Linked DNA regions of Sus scrofa: region 2 is linked to region 1. The links are chromatin contacts, called in public HiChIP or PLAC-seq maps. All regions are on one chromosome and are shown on one strand. The core of a region is the stretch at or near the end of the contact, and the rest is flanking DNA. Distances in the headings are between cores, read along the strand shown. Region 1 overlaps BICC1 (protein bicaudal C homolog 1). Region 2 overlaps BICC1 (protein bicaudal C homolog 1).

Region 1 (6,448 bases), core at 1,511-4,010:
TAAAATTCAAAGAAAAATAGAATATAGTCAATTCTCACACAGCCAAGGGAACTTGACTGGAATGATTAAGAGTGAGCGACAGTGTAAACAACCTATTATCCAAGATAATGGATAATCCAAAAAGCTGTTCCTTTATACTTTGGGAAAAACCCAGGGTTTTCTTTGCCCTGTAGACTTACCTTTCTAAGGTAAATACTCCCTTTAAGCTAAATTAGCCTGCATTCCTTCTGAGGACACCTCCAGTCACCCAATGGGGCAGAGTCAGCCAGAGGCAGACTAGGTGGTGAGGGCGGGGTACCAGTGTTTCACAACTGGTTCAGCAGCAGAGGAGAAAAAACTCCCATCACTTCAAATATTAGGAAGGACTTGCAATGAGCGATTCCCACCCAGCCTCCCTCCTGAGAGGAGGAGATAGTCACCTGGCAGTGATCAGATGACACTGGGGGAGAGCCTTGCCATCTGCCTGGGATGGACTCTAACACAGAGCACTGTAGCTAAGGATACCCCTCCCCCACCCCCGCAGGGCCAGGCCCTCGGAAATGACCACTGCTACAGGAATGGCGAAGGTTTTGATATCTCCCAGCCCTGAATGCCGCACACACATCCCTTTAGCAAGGAGAGTCCTCCTTTTGTCATGGGTGTGAGACCACCCCAGCTAAACCTGAGAGTCAGGTCTAAGCATCTTTCCTCCTGTATCCCCACCATAGCCACCTGCTAGGCTTCCTTTCAAACCAGCTGTGCAGGAAGTTCCCAGGAAGCCAGAGGCATGATGGCATGTAACACATAGGTGGCCACCAGTGGTACAGGATGAGGGAAGCTCTGCCCACCCCAGCAGGGCCTCATCAGCCGGAACTTTCATGAGGAATCAACTCATAAGACATGTACATATCGTGAGGATTAGCTCAAAATAGCCACTTCCTGGCCATTCAATATCTTCAAAGGCACCATCAAGGTAGGCCTCCCCTCCTTCTCATGTACAGGAGAAGAGTGGGTGTGAGCTCTCTGGGAGAGACACCCTGAGACAACCGTGCACACATGTGACTATTCCACACACTGTGGGGAGGGGAGCATGGCTCAGGCATGGATTCTGAGCTTTTCTGATGCTGAGTTGGGGGGACACAGCAACCAGGTCCCTGGCCTCTCTGGCAGTTGTTCCAGAAGCTGTTTCTTTCCACTCCTTTTCAAGCTCCACTGGCCCCACATTTAAGAAGAAGCACTATCTGGAAAAGGCTCTCCAACACAACCAAGTTTTCTGCCATCAGGAGACAATCATTTCTACTGCACTTACTGAGGCAGGAATGTGGACTATTATTTTAGGCACCTTTTCAATAGCCAGCATCAAAGAGAAAATTTCTGAATCACTCCTTATTAAGAAGAAAAACAGATTGAGCTGAATAACACTTCCAAGTATCCTATCAATTAGGGAGGGGTACTGGAATACAAGGTGGGCCCTAGCCCAGGACCTAGGGGTATGTCTGTGTTGGGGAACAGAAAGGCAGATTGCAGAATGTTCTGGTAGAAAAATAAAAAGCTGGAGTTCCCGTCATGGCGCAGTGGTTAACAAATCCAACTAGCAACCATGAGGTTGCGGGTTTGATCCCTGGCCTTGCTCAGTGGGTTAAGGATCCAGTGTTGCCATGAGCTGTGGTGTAGGTTGCAGACACGACTCAGATCCCGAGTTGCTGTGGCTCTGGCATAGGCTGGTGGCTACGGCTCCAATTTGACCCCTAGCCTGGGAACCTCCATATGCTGCAGGAAGCAGCCCAAGAAATGGCAAAAAGACAAAAGAAAAAGAAAAAGCAACAATTAGAAGAGATTCTTTTACTAGAGTCTCACAAGAAATAATAACTTGAAAACACTCTCTAAATGAAAAGGGAAAAATGATCAAAAGTAAAGATGTTAACATTGGAATGTAACTGAAAATGTCACACAGGAAAAGAAGGATAATTAGGAAACTGAGGTCACAAATCAACAGTCCTTTTTATCAGAAACATTTTAGTTGCACTAACCCTCACATCCACCTCTCCACACCCACTACAGGGGAATATGTAACTTCTTTTTTGCCCTATGACTAAATATAAAAGCTTCTGCTATCATTTAGATAGAAAAGTCAAAGACAGCTGCAGTGAAAACCTCCTTTTAGCCTTCCATCAAGGAATAATTAAAATTTTAAGTAGGAAACATTCCATGTATATACAGTAAGAGCACTAAATGTGATTTTTTTTTTAAAGCGAAAACACAGTTTACTTACTCTAGCTGAAATAGTTGCCAGTTCAGAAATATTTTTTCCACTTGGAACACAGTAATACTTCAAATAATCATTTGGAGAGATTCCTTCTGTGCTTCCACCATTGTTATTACAAAGAATTTAGGGTTTTAAGAGCATATTTGGGATTCGATGTCCATGGTTTCAAATTCAGGTACGTATATTTTTAAAACTCAAAGCGGCTTCAGAAAGATTGCAGGGAACTAGCAGAGATCCAGAAAGCACTGCAATGTAGCCAAAAACCTTTGGATAAATAACATCTGGCATTAGTGGTTTGCTATCCTTGAGTTTCTCAACTTCCTCTCTGGAGAAACTTAAGTCCCTTTTGGCCTCTCTCTGATTTCCTTAAAAATGTTTCTGGAAACAAGACACTTCATCGTCCATCTTCTTTATCTGGAGAAGTGCTGGTAGGAAGCTAGCTCTCCTGGAGCGAGTAAGTCCCCACATACAACAGCCCTCACGTGGGCCCACGGCAGCCTCAACTCCTGATCTTTTCAATTTGTAGCTTATGTGGAAGGAGCGAGAGGCATGGATTCCCATCCCAGCCTCTCTACTTACTAGCTCCGTGCCCTTGAACAAAACTTACCTCTTGTCCTCCTCCTTGGGTCTGTCTTGAGGATTAAGCGAGGTTACATGAAAAGGAACCGGCCCCTGCCTGGCACCCAATAAATGGTCAGTGCCCAGAGAAATCCCAGTGCTGACCGTGGCAATGTCAGCTCCAGCTGACAGCTGGGCAGCTTGGATACCAACCTCATCTCATCATAGAGAAGCAGCTTTCTCTATCTGCTAGAGCCTCCTCTGGCCCTGGCCGACCTTCTGGATCCTGTGGTCTCTCTGTTTCTTAGCAGCTGCCCCCTCTGACCAGCTGTAACTGTCCTCCCCTCACTTACAAGTCTTCAATAAAATGACTACCTAAGAACCCCGTCAAGAAAAAAAGCAACCACTCATTCCTTCCCTTAACGCAGGCCATCTGGGAAAAACTTTGCTTTCTCTCCCCTGCGCCCCTGCCCCCACAAACTCAGTGCTGCTATCTTGTTAAGTGAGAAAACAGGGCACTGAATGATGTTACTTGAATTTATGTGTGAATGTATTTTTGGAATGGTAGTGATCCCTTTTGAATATTATACTTTGTATATACATGCCTTACTTTTGTAACATAAGTTTCTAAGGTACAGCACTATTTAAATATTATCTGAGAAGGCAGAGACGAACCTAGGAGAATTCTCTAATTAAACTGAGGTTAAGGATGGAAGGCAGGATATAAAATGACTAAAATCTGGGTTTGGGCTACATGAGAAGTTACAGAGGTTATGATGGACAGCAAGGGTGCTACTTGAAATGTGGTCTGCTCCCTGACAGCAGGGAGGGGACGTCAAATCATACAGAAGTGAGGGTAAGCATTTGGAAATTTTTACAGCAACTTGAAAGAGTAGCCATATGTATATGAAATTAAAAAATAAAAATGGGGAGTTCCCGTCGTGGCGCAGTGCTTAACGAATCCGACTAGGAACCATGAGGTTGCGGGTTCGGTCCCTGCCCTTGCTCAGTGGGTTAACGATCCGGCGTTGCCGTGAGCTGTGGTGTAGGTTGCAGGCACGGCTTGGATCCCTCGTTGCTGTGGCTCTGGTGTAGGCCGGTGGCTACAGCTCCGATTCAACCCCTAGCCTGGGAACCTCCATGTGCCGCGGGAGCGGCCCAAGAAATAGCAACAACAACAACAAAAAAAAAAGAAAAAAAAAAAAAAAATAAAAAAATAAAAAATAAATAAAAATGGGGCTCATCTTTGCTGCTTTTACTGATAATTTTCATTTTTCTCATAATTCATTTTCATTGACTATTAAAGGAAAAGTACAAGGAACAATAAGTAGCAGTCCACTGTAACTTTAAAATTTCAAATCAAACTCCTCCACAATAGATTTGTGCCTGAAAGACTGGGGAAAGAGACTTCCTCTGACCTCCGCGAGGGCACAAGTTTGTAGAGAGGATAAATATAGTTAATTCGGGGGCTCAATGACACTCTGCCAAATCCACTTTCCTGTCTAAGGTGTGAAATATAAGCCACGTAAGGTGAGAAAATTTATTTTGACCTTCCTGAAATAACCTATTTAAATAAAGCATATACAAAAAAAAAAAAACCCACAGTAAATAGTACTACTTATTCTTATACGCTCATCAAACATCAAAATATTAGTGAAAACTTGATATACGAATGTTTGGAAAATCACCCAAAGCAGCAACTCTCTGCAAACAATAAATCTCTCATGGTGAGGTTTCCTCAGTAGTGGTGAATGTGTCCCTCTCCCTGGAATCTCAGTTTTGATTAGGAAGTCAACACAGTGATGGTAAACAAAGGCACATGTTGAAAAATCACTATCACACAAGCAGAACCATCAGAAAATCCTCATTTAAAAAACTGGGAGTTCCCAATGGCTTAGTGGGTTAAGGATCCGGCACTGTTGCTGCTGTGGCTTGGGTCTGATCCCTGACCCAGGAACTTCTGTATGCCCTGAGTGCGGCCAAAAAAATTAAAACAGGCTGCACTAGCAGCTGTGGAACTGGCACAATTCTGTGTACTCAAGGGTAGGAATCTCAGATTTCCTCCGAATAAGATAAAGATACAACTCACTTCTCAGAACTAGCGGAAGGACCACATCAAATAGTGGGCATGTGCCGAAACTACGGAGCAAAAGTTCTCCCAGTGTTGTCCAGGACCCTTGGGGATTCTTGACATCCTTTCTGAGGGTACAGGGATCATAACTGTGCTCATAATAATAAGTCAGTCTCTGCCTTTTTCATTCTTATTTCCTCACAAGTGTACAATAAAATTTTTCAGAGGCTACATAAAGAGTAATAGTGCAACAGACTGAATGCAGACACAGGCATGAGAATTTGGTTGGCTTCCAGTACATGAGATTTGAAAGAGATTTGCAAAAATATAAAACAATATCACCCATCTCACCAAAAGCCTTATTTTGAAACTAAGAATTTTTCATGGAAAAAAAATTTTGAATTAACATGCAATGGCTTTAGAGTTAAGTTTCAATGCACTGACAAATACATTAAAATTTCTCAATGTTATTGGGGGGGGGGGCTATGCCCCCTAGAATGCAGAAGTTCCAGGGCCAGGGGTCGAACCTGAGCCACAGCAGAGACAATACCAGAGCCTTAACTCACAAGGCCATGAGGGAACTCTTGAATGTTCATTTCTAATAGAGAGTATCAAGAGTTATAACCTATATGAATGACATCTCTTTTGGGGTCCTAAATACTTTTTTAAATCTAAAAGGGTCATGAGACCAAATGTTTAAAAACTGTTGCTGAAAGTGAAAGGATTGTGTACATTTTAATATGTGAGCCAGACATACATCAACTCCGTTATTTGTAAATATACCTTACTTTAGTATGCATTTCTGCTTTATGCAAAAAAGAAGTTTATTAGACTATTTTCTGTGTTTTTAGCTCACTTCTAAGTTGCCTCTGCCCGGGGCGGGGGCGGGGGGGACCGGACCTGAAAAGCCCTGTTCTCTGGCAACCACGTGTCCAGGTTTTCCAAGCCCTTCTTAACATCAAATGTGTTTCCCATTTCTCCCATCAACCACAAAAATGTTCTTTATATTTCAACATTTGTAGGTCCAAATGCATCTCCCAACCTGGTTCTCACATACAAGAATAATGACAAAACATCCTCCTATTGTATTGTCTGTAGCAATATTTTAAAGATTTCAGCACAGCTCATGTGATCCAATGCATGTTGGCTGGTTCTGACCCACACCCCAAGAATGGCTGGTTACTCTGGCTGAGAACACTCCCGGCATGCTTGCTTAGCTTCTGCAAGAGTCCACGCAGAAGGACTCACTCCAAATATCATATAAGATCACTTACATGTGGAACCTAACAAAAAAAAGATTCAAAAGAACTTATTTATAAAACAGAAACAAAGAGACTTCAAAACCAACCTTATGTTTACCATAGAAACTGTTGGGGGGAAGGAAGAATTCGAAGAGTGTGAATAATGAATACACACTGCTGTAGAAAACAGATGATTGGCGAGAACCTATTGCATAGCTCAGGAAAATCTACTCAATAGTAATAACCTATATAGGAAAAATGAATGGACATATTTATATGTATGACAGATTCACTTTGCTATACACCTGAAACTAAAACAACATTGTAAATCAA
Region 2 (6,448 bases), core at 2,548-5,047, 170 kb before region 1:
AACTTTACCCATGAGCAACCAAAATATACAAATCATCTGTGACAAAAGTCTGATGGTGCTGCTATCCTGCTACCTCCTTTATTCTTTGAACTCAGAATACCTGGAAGTGACTGATCTAGACCGGGCTCCAGCCTTGCTGATGGGGAGAATTCTTACACAGGTGCATGGCATTAAGGCAGGGCCTGTGTCCTCCGTGCTCCAATTTGTGGACTTGAAGCAGTTGAAACCCAAGCCTGAAATCCTGAACAGCCATCCTCCAAAACATCCATTTATTGATCATAAGCCACACTCTGGCAATGGACCCTCTGATATTTACTTCTGTGTCTTTCAAGCATAAAGCAATGCCCACGTAGAGGCACGTTCATATTTTGTTGTTCTTTTCACCTCCCACATCTCAATGAGGGGTGCCTTTTCCAATAGAAACACAGAAATGCCACAGTTAGATAGTGAATTGGTAACGCCAAGTACTCTTCCTATAGATAACATGCAACGATTTCTAAGCACTTACTAAAATCTCTATTTCACAGCTGAGAAATGTCCACACACTCATGAGCAAATATAAATCCACAGAACACAAGAAACAGGTGGTATTAACATCCCACAAGGAGGCTGATTTCATGCCAGGGCCAGAGAATTGACATTATTTTATGTGCACCTCTTGTATATTCCAAAGTGCGGTATCGAATTATCCATGTGAATTATGTTCAGCATTGTGTACTTTAACTGCAGTTATTTCCATACATAATAAAAAGTTTTATCACAGCAATTAAGAAATTAAAGCACCAAGAAGATAAATTGAAATTTTTCATGTTAGCACCTATGAAAATTCTTTGCAAATACCATGCAAGCATTCCTTATCATTAAAGTCCAACAAAATCATGTTATTGAATTTAATAGGTGTCTGGGTTCCAGGCAGGTAAGTTTTGACAGTATGGTTTATATAGTACAGTACACATGCTAGAAAGTTATTTCTTTTCTTTGTGAAAAGAATCCATTTTATTTTATTATTTTTAGGGCCACACCTGTATCATATGGAGGTTTCCAGGCTAGAGGTCAAATCAGCTGCAACTGCCAGCCTACACCTCAGCCACAGCAACATCAGATCTTTAGCCCACTGAGCGAGGCCAGGGATCAAACATGCATCCTTATGGATACTAGTTGGGTTCCTAACCCACTGAGCCACAATGGGAACTCTAAGATGAATCCATTTTAAAAGGTCTCTTCAATGTTGCCAAGGTGTTAAATCGGGTATATCTGTACAAATATAATTTAATTAAATTCCTGCTTTTCCACAAAAAGGAATCAACTGCTAACTTAATATGCCATTAAAGTTATCATGGCAAACATTCTAGCAAAAACACTAGTAGGTACTAAAGAGTTCTGATGACCTCTGTGAAAAAGAGGTATGATCATACTGAAAATGTGTGGGGTAGGGTAGGACCAGGGCAAGAGGAAGCAAAGAAACAGGGAGGGTCCTGGGGCGTCCTGCTAGGAAAGGAACCTAGTTTTCCAGAGGTAAACTCGGGAAACTAGTCCTAATTATAGGAACAGCTTAAAATCAACAAAATGTTAACGAAAACCCTGTGGGAGGTAGAGGCCACAGACTCTAAATATCACTAGGCCCCCCTCTCCTACCCACACACACACTCTCACAATAACAAGTTTCATTTCACACAGGAATGCTTGTGGTTTCTAGGCAGCAAGGAGTCCAGTCCACTAAGGACTAGCGAACAGCAGAAAAGCAAAAAGAAGCCTTTCCAACTGATCTTGAAGGGAGAAGAGCTACTGGTTTCTACACTATGAAAGGGAAATGGGAGGGAAAAAAAAAAGGTCTCCAGCTTGATGATGCTGGAACAGGTCACATAAGAAAAAAAAAGAATGTTTGTCAAAGGAAAAGATGTAAGCCTTCAAGATCCAAGTGGAAATGGAACAAGGGGAAGCCCGACCTTCGGAGGGTGAGAAGCAAAGGTATAAGGAAACGTGAGGGGAACAGATGGAGAGGAAAATGGCAAAAGCAAAGGTGGGCAAATGCAGACAGAGGGTGCATGAGCACCGACAGGGAGAGTGAGCTCACCTCATGGAGGAGACAGCAGAAGGGCAAGGTGACCTCATCGCCAGGCAGTGGCTGTGCTTACTGGGGCGGCTCTCAGGTTGTTGGGGACAGAGGTGCCCCTGCGCAGGGATGCTGCTGCCGGAAACCAGAGTCCAATGCAGACTTGACTGCCACTGCAAAGGTTTGCCCAAGACTCAATTTATTTTTATTGCTTTTGGCTGCACCCAAGGCAGGCAGAAATTCCAGGGCCAGGGATCAAACCAGTACCACAGCAGCAACGCAAGCCACAACAATGACAATGAGGGATCCTCACCCCACTGAGCCACCAGGGAGCTCCCCCCAAACACTACTTATTTATTTATTATTTATTTAATGTATCTATTAAAGATATTTAATTCATATTCAAATACCTCTCCACAAAGAAAATTCGAGGACCAGATGTTTGAATTTCTTCAATCCTATTTGGAAGAAATACAAACCATAAACCTTTTACAACGATAGAGAGGAGGGAGTAATTCCTAACTCAATTGACTGGTACAGCATAACTTTGACATTAAAGGCATTACACGCAAAAGAAATCAGAGAAAACTAAACTTCATGAATACAGATGCAAAATTCTTAACCAAAAAAATCAGCAAGCTGAATCCAACAATACGTAAAAAGATAATAATCTTGACCAAGTAGAGTTGATCTAGAAACATAATCCAAAACTCAATTTAAAGACACCCTTCCAAAATGTCATTTAATACATCACAAAGGGGAAAAAAAATTTTAAGGGAAAAAAATACATATATAATCCAGGAATATAACTGAAAAACACCCATTCAAACCTAAGGTGTGTCTTCATTTGTCTATTTAAAATTGTGGGTCTCCACAAACTCTGGGCAATTTTTCCTGAAGGCCTCAGATGGAAAATCCCTAACACAGAGGAAGTGGTGCAGGGTTGTCAGAACCCAAGAAATAATTCACCGAATGTACTGTAATGTGAAGCCCAACCAAAAGTAAACCAAAGTCACATGAAGAGTCTCAGCTGTCCAGCAAGGAACCAGCTTCTCTCAGTTTTTAACTTGACAGCCCCACTGACTTCTAGGCCATGGAGCTCGGAGGCTACTGTAAGGCTGAGTATAATCTGAGGACAAATGCTCTCATCTCGCTCTTTCCCCAAGATGACCAAACACAAAAGAGCTAGAGATCAAAAGCAGGGTAGACATTAAAATGTAGGCCCTGGCAGTTGAAAAAAAAAAAAAGTTCATAAGGCTGTCCATTTAGCTCCCTGCATTTGTACTTGGTTTAAATAAATAGTCACCAAACCCCAGAATAATTCCTCCACGAAAACAAAAACAAAGAAAAAATCTTGTGATCTGGACACAGTTGCCTTTCAAAATTTTCGGAGTCAGGCTTCCACTGCCTCACAGTTTCAGTTTACCAAGGAACTTTAAGAGAAAGCAGATGTAACCTAAAATACAATGACTGCAATACATACTGTAATTCGTCTGGAATTGCAAGCCATAAACCTCAGGACTGCAGGGGACCCACTTGCAATTTCGATCTGCTACAAGAAAAGCATTTTCACATCCAAAGTAAGGCCCTTTTCGGGCTTCCTCTTTTTTTCCTCTCAGTTATTTGGAAGGTAAAAAATTTCAACTTGGAAATTAGAGTTCAAGCAGACACACACCCACAGACGTTAAAAGCAGGTACAGTAGGAAACAGAAGGTACAGGCCAGAGCAGGAAAATTTCCCAGCCACACCCGGGGGACCACCCATTCCAGACACAGATGAGATGCTCCCTACAGTGTGGGACGTCAACTGAGTAGAGGTTGCCAACCTTTGGCAAGTTAGGCAGAAATCAGAACAGAACTCCAAGGGACTCTACACTTCTCTCCAAGAGGAACCGCCTATGTGAAAACAGCTGCAGGGTTTGTTGTTATTTACAACAACCTGCAACCAAAGGTGCTTTAATCCTCTGGGACTGGTTTCTGCAGTTCCCCACCTCAGGATTATCCAGTTTGTTTGCTGAGGGAATTTACTAGATTTATTCAGAGTCTTTCAAGGACTAGTCAAGAAAATCAAAAAAGTCACTTTCTTCTCAGAATACAAGGAAAGAAAAGCTTCTTCATAAAGTCATTCTCTCTAAATTCCCAAAACACTAATTATTTTCTGTCAGGTAAAGGATGTGAGGAGACAAGAGTAAGGAAGAGGCAACACTGTTCAGGACTATGTTAAAGTCTTAGGCATCCACTTTGCTCCATCTGGCAGTAAAAATAAAAATAAAAATAAAAAAAGGCAAAGCCAAACCTCAAACTTCTGTGGTGGACGGTAGATAATTATGATTTTCATATTGCTGTTTTTAGGGTATTGTTGAATCTAGGCTGCTTTTACACCTAATACCTCAAGGTTGCTTTTTAATGTGGTGATCAATGAAACAAACACAAAAATTAATAAGTTCTAACACCCAGTGAGTATGCAGGACACCTTCTCTGCCACACTGTTCAATGTTAGGATGGGGAAAGTAAGAAAGAGGAAAAAAGAAAACATTAGAACAGAATAGAAAATGGAAAGGACATGTTAACATGCCTGCCATATATGAAGATACCTAGAGATAAAAAGAACAAGTTCCAGGAAAATATAAAGGAGGAAGAGTGAGAGAGAGAGAGTGTGTGTGTGTGTGTGTGTGTGTACACATCAACTCGGTCAACTAGAGAAATGACATCACAAATCAGTAGGGAAGGACAGACTGCCTAGAAATGGCTGCTAAGAAATCTGGCTCCTTTTACAGAAATAAATGTGATCCCTACCTCACGTCATATACTAAAACACATCCCAGATAGATAAAGATCTACACCTGAAAGGTAAAATCGAATAAAAAAAATAAAATTAAGATAACTCAGCCACTGATCTGATGGGAGATCAGCAGAGGCCGTCTAAGTTGCAGAGGAAAACGTGAGGGACACCACTCAGGCCTTCCTCCTCCTCTGCCTCCTGACCCCTGAGTGGCCACACATGACAAGCATGACAAAGACCAACATGTGACAAAGAGCACGCAAACACTTGGGTCCCTGGCCATGAACGTCATCAGTCAGTGAAACTGGCCCTGGGCTGCTGACCTCCAGGAAACAATAAGGTCTGCTTTTGGAAACTCCTGCTGACCGACCGAGCTTTCCATTCTTTGCAGCCATGACTGCAAGTGTCTGATCTATGGTGGGCAACCCAACACCCACCTCCACCCCCAAAGTAACACAAGGATGCCCACACTACGCTTTTGAAAATGTTTCCTAACACAGAGAACAAATGTGTTCTTGAAAATAATCAAAACTACTTCTACAGTCAACAGCATCTCTAAAATGTTCAATGGCAGATCTGAGCATCAGAGAAAGATTTAGGAAGAAGTGACATGAGACAGATGGTGGCCCTGTAGCCAAGTGAGGTAATGGTGTTGGAGGAAAGCTCCTCTCTCATCATTCTTGTTGAGACCTGGTTCAGGGTCCAGGGGCTGTCAGGGTGGAGCTGGCCTCGAATGGACACCAGGACAGCTGACAAGTCCTGAACCCTGTGCTTATGGGACCGAATCAAGGTCCATCTACTGACTTCTTTTGTAGGCAGATATTCAAACTCTGGCCCCAGACACTTCCAGGTATAAGAAAACTACATAACAATATAGTGACAATGCCATGAATCCAACTCTGATAACAACAACTTAGGTTTGTTTATATGTTTAAACCAACAAGTCCACAAAGCCCAACTGCCACACAGTTGGCTACCCATGCCTCAGGTGAACTATTTCAGACTTAATTGTGCAATTGAGAAATGCCTGTAATTCTAAACTATAATTACACCAAACTGGGATTTTTTTTTTTTTTGGCGGGGGGGGGGGGGGTGCCTGGCCATTTCCCTCCTTACCTGAAGAGGTATAAAAGAAAAAAATGCACACAACACTCAATTCTGCATTTAAAGATAAGCAAAACTGCAGTTTAACTGCTCATGTTAAATCACAGTAAAGCATACTGCAGAGCAGTTTGTAACAGACAGGGAGGCTTGCTTCCATTTTAACACCTTCTCTTTACTTGATTTTCAGGAAAAAAATAAATGCACCCTGTTGGCATGCTACATGTTCAGTCTCAATTCCCACATGAATCAGATCACCTAAAAATACTGAGCCTGTGGATTTTGGGTTCCAAATCTAGGTGTGAATGGATGAAGGTTTCAGGCACTTTAAAAATAAATCAAATTTAATTGCCTCTTAGAAACAAAACTTGAAGTATTCATGGTTTAATAAAGGAAAATTAAGGAGTTCCCATTGTGGCAAAGCAGAAATGAATCTGACTAGTATCCATGAGGATACAGGTCCAATCCCTGGCCTAGCTCAATGAGTCGGGGATCCAGCATTGCCATGAGCTG

The links. HiChIP or PLAC-seq counts read pairs in DNA pulled down with a chosen protein or histone mark.
Region 2: a contact with region 1 is called in an H3K27ac HiChIP or PLAC-seq map of skeletal muscle, with 2.7 times the contacts expected there. The contact joins two enhancer-like sites. A contact is called at or near these places in 1 of 47 Hi-C or Micro-C datasets (heart right ventricle) and 1 of 2 datasets of contacts at active chromatin or transcription factors (skeletal muscle).

What each region holds. Positions count from the first base shown.
Region 1 is chr14:61,870,428-61,876,875 of Sscrofa11.1, reverse strand. All of the region lies in intron 1 of BICC1 (protein bicaudal C homolog 1), which reads right to left. Among named protein-coding and RNA genes, the nearest start is that of BICC1, 80 kb to the right of the region's middle. Within about 2 kb of position 2,760, at least 15 of the 83 cell types and tissues checked have an H3K27ac peak or open chromatin away from gene starts, as enhancers often do. A contact at or near this core is called in skeletal muscle, where this site is marked.
Region 2 is chr14:62,041,485-62,047,932 of Sscrofa11.1, reverse strand. All of the region lies in intron 3 of BICC1 (protein bicaudal C homolog 1), which reads right to left. Among named protein-coding and RNA genes, the nearest start is that of BICC1, 250 kb to the right of the region's middle. Within about 2 kb of position 3,797, at least 12 of the 83 cell types and tissues checked have an H3K27ac peak or open chromatin away from gene starts, as enhancers often do. A contact at or near this core is called in skeletal muscle, where this site is marked.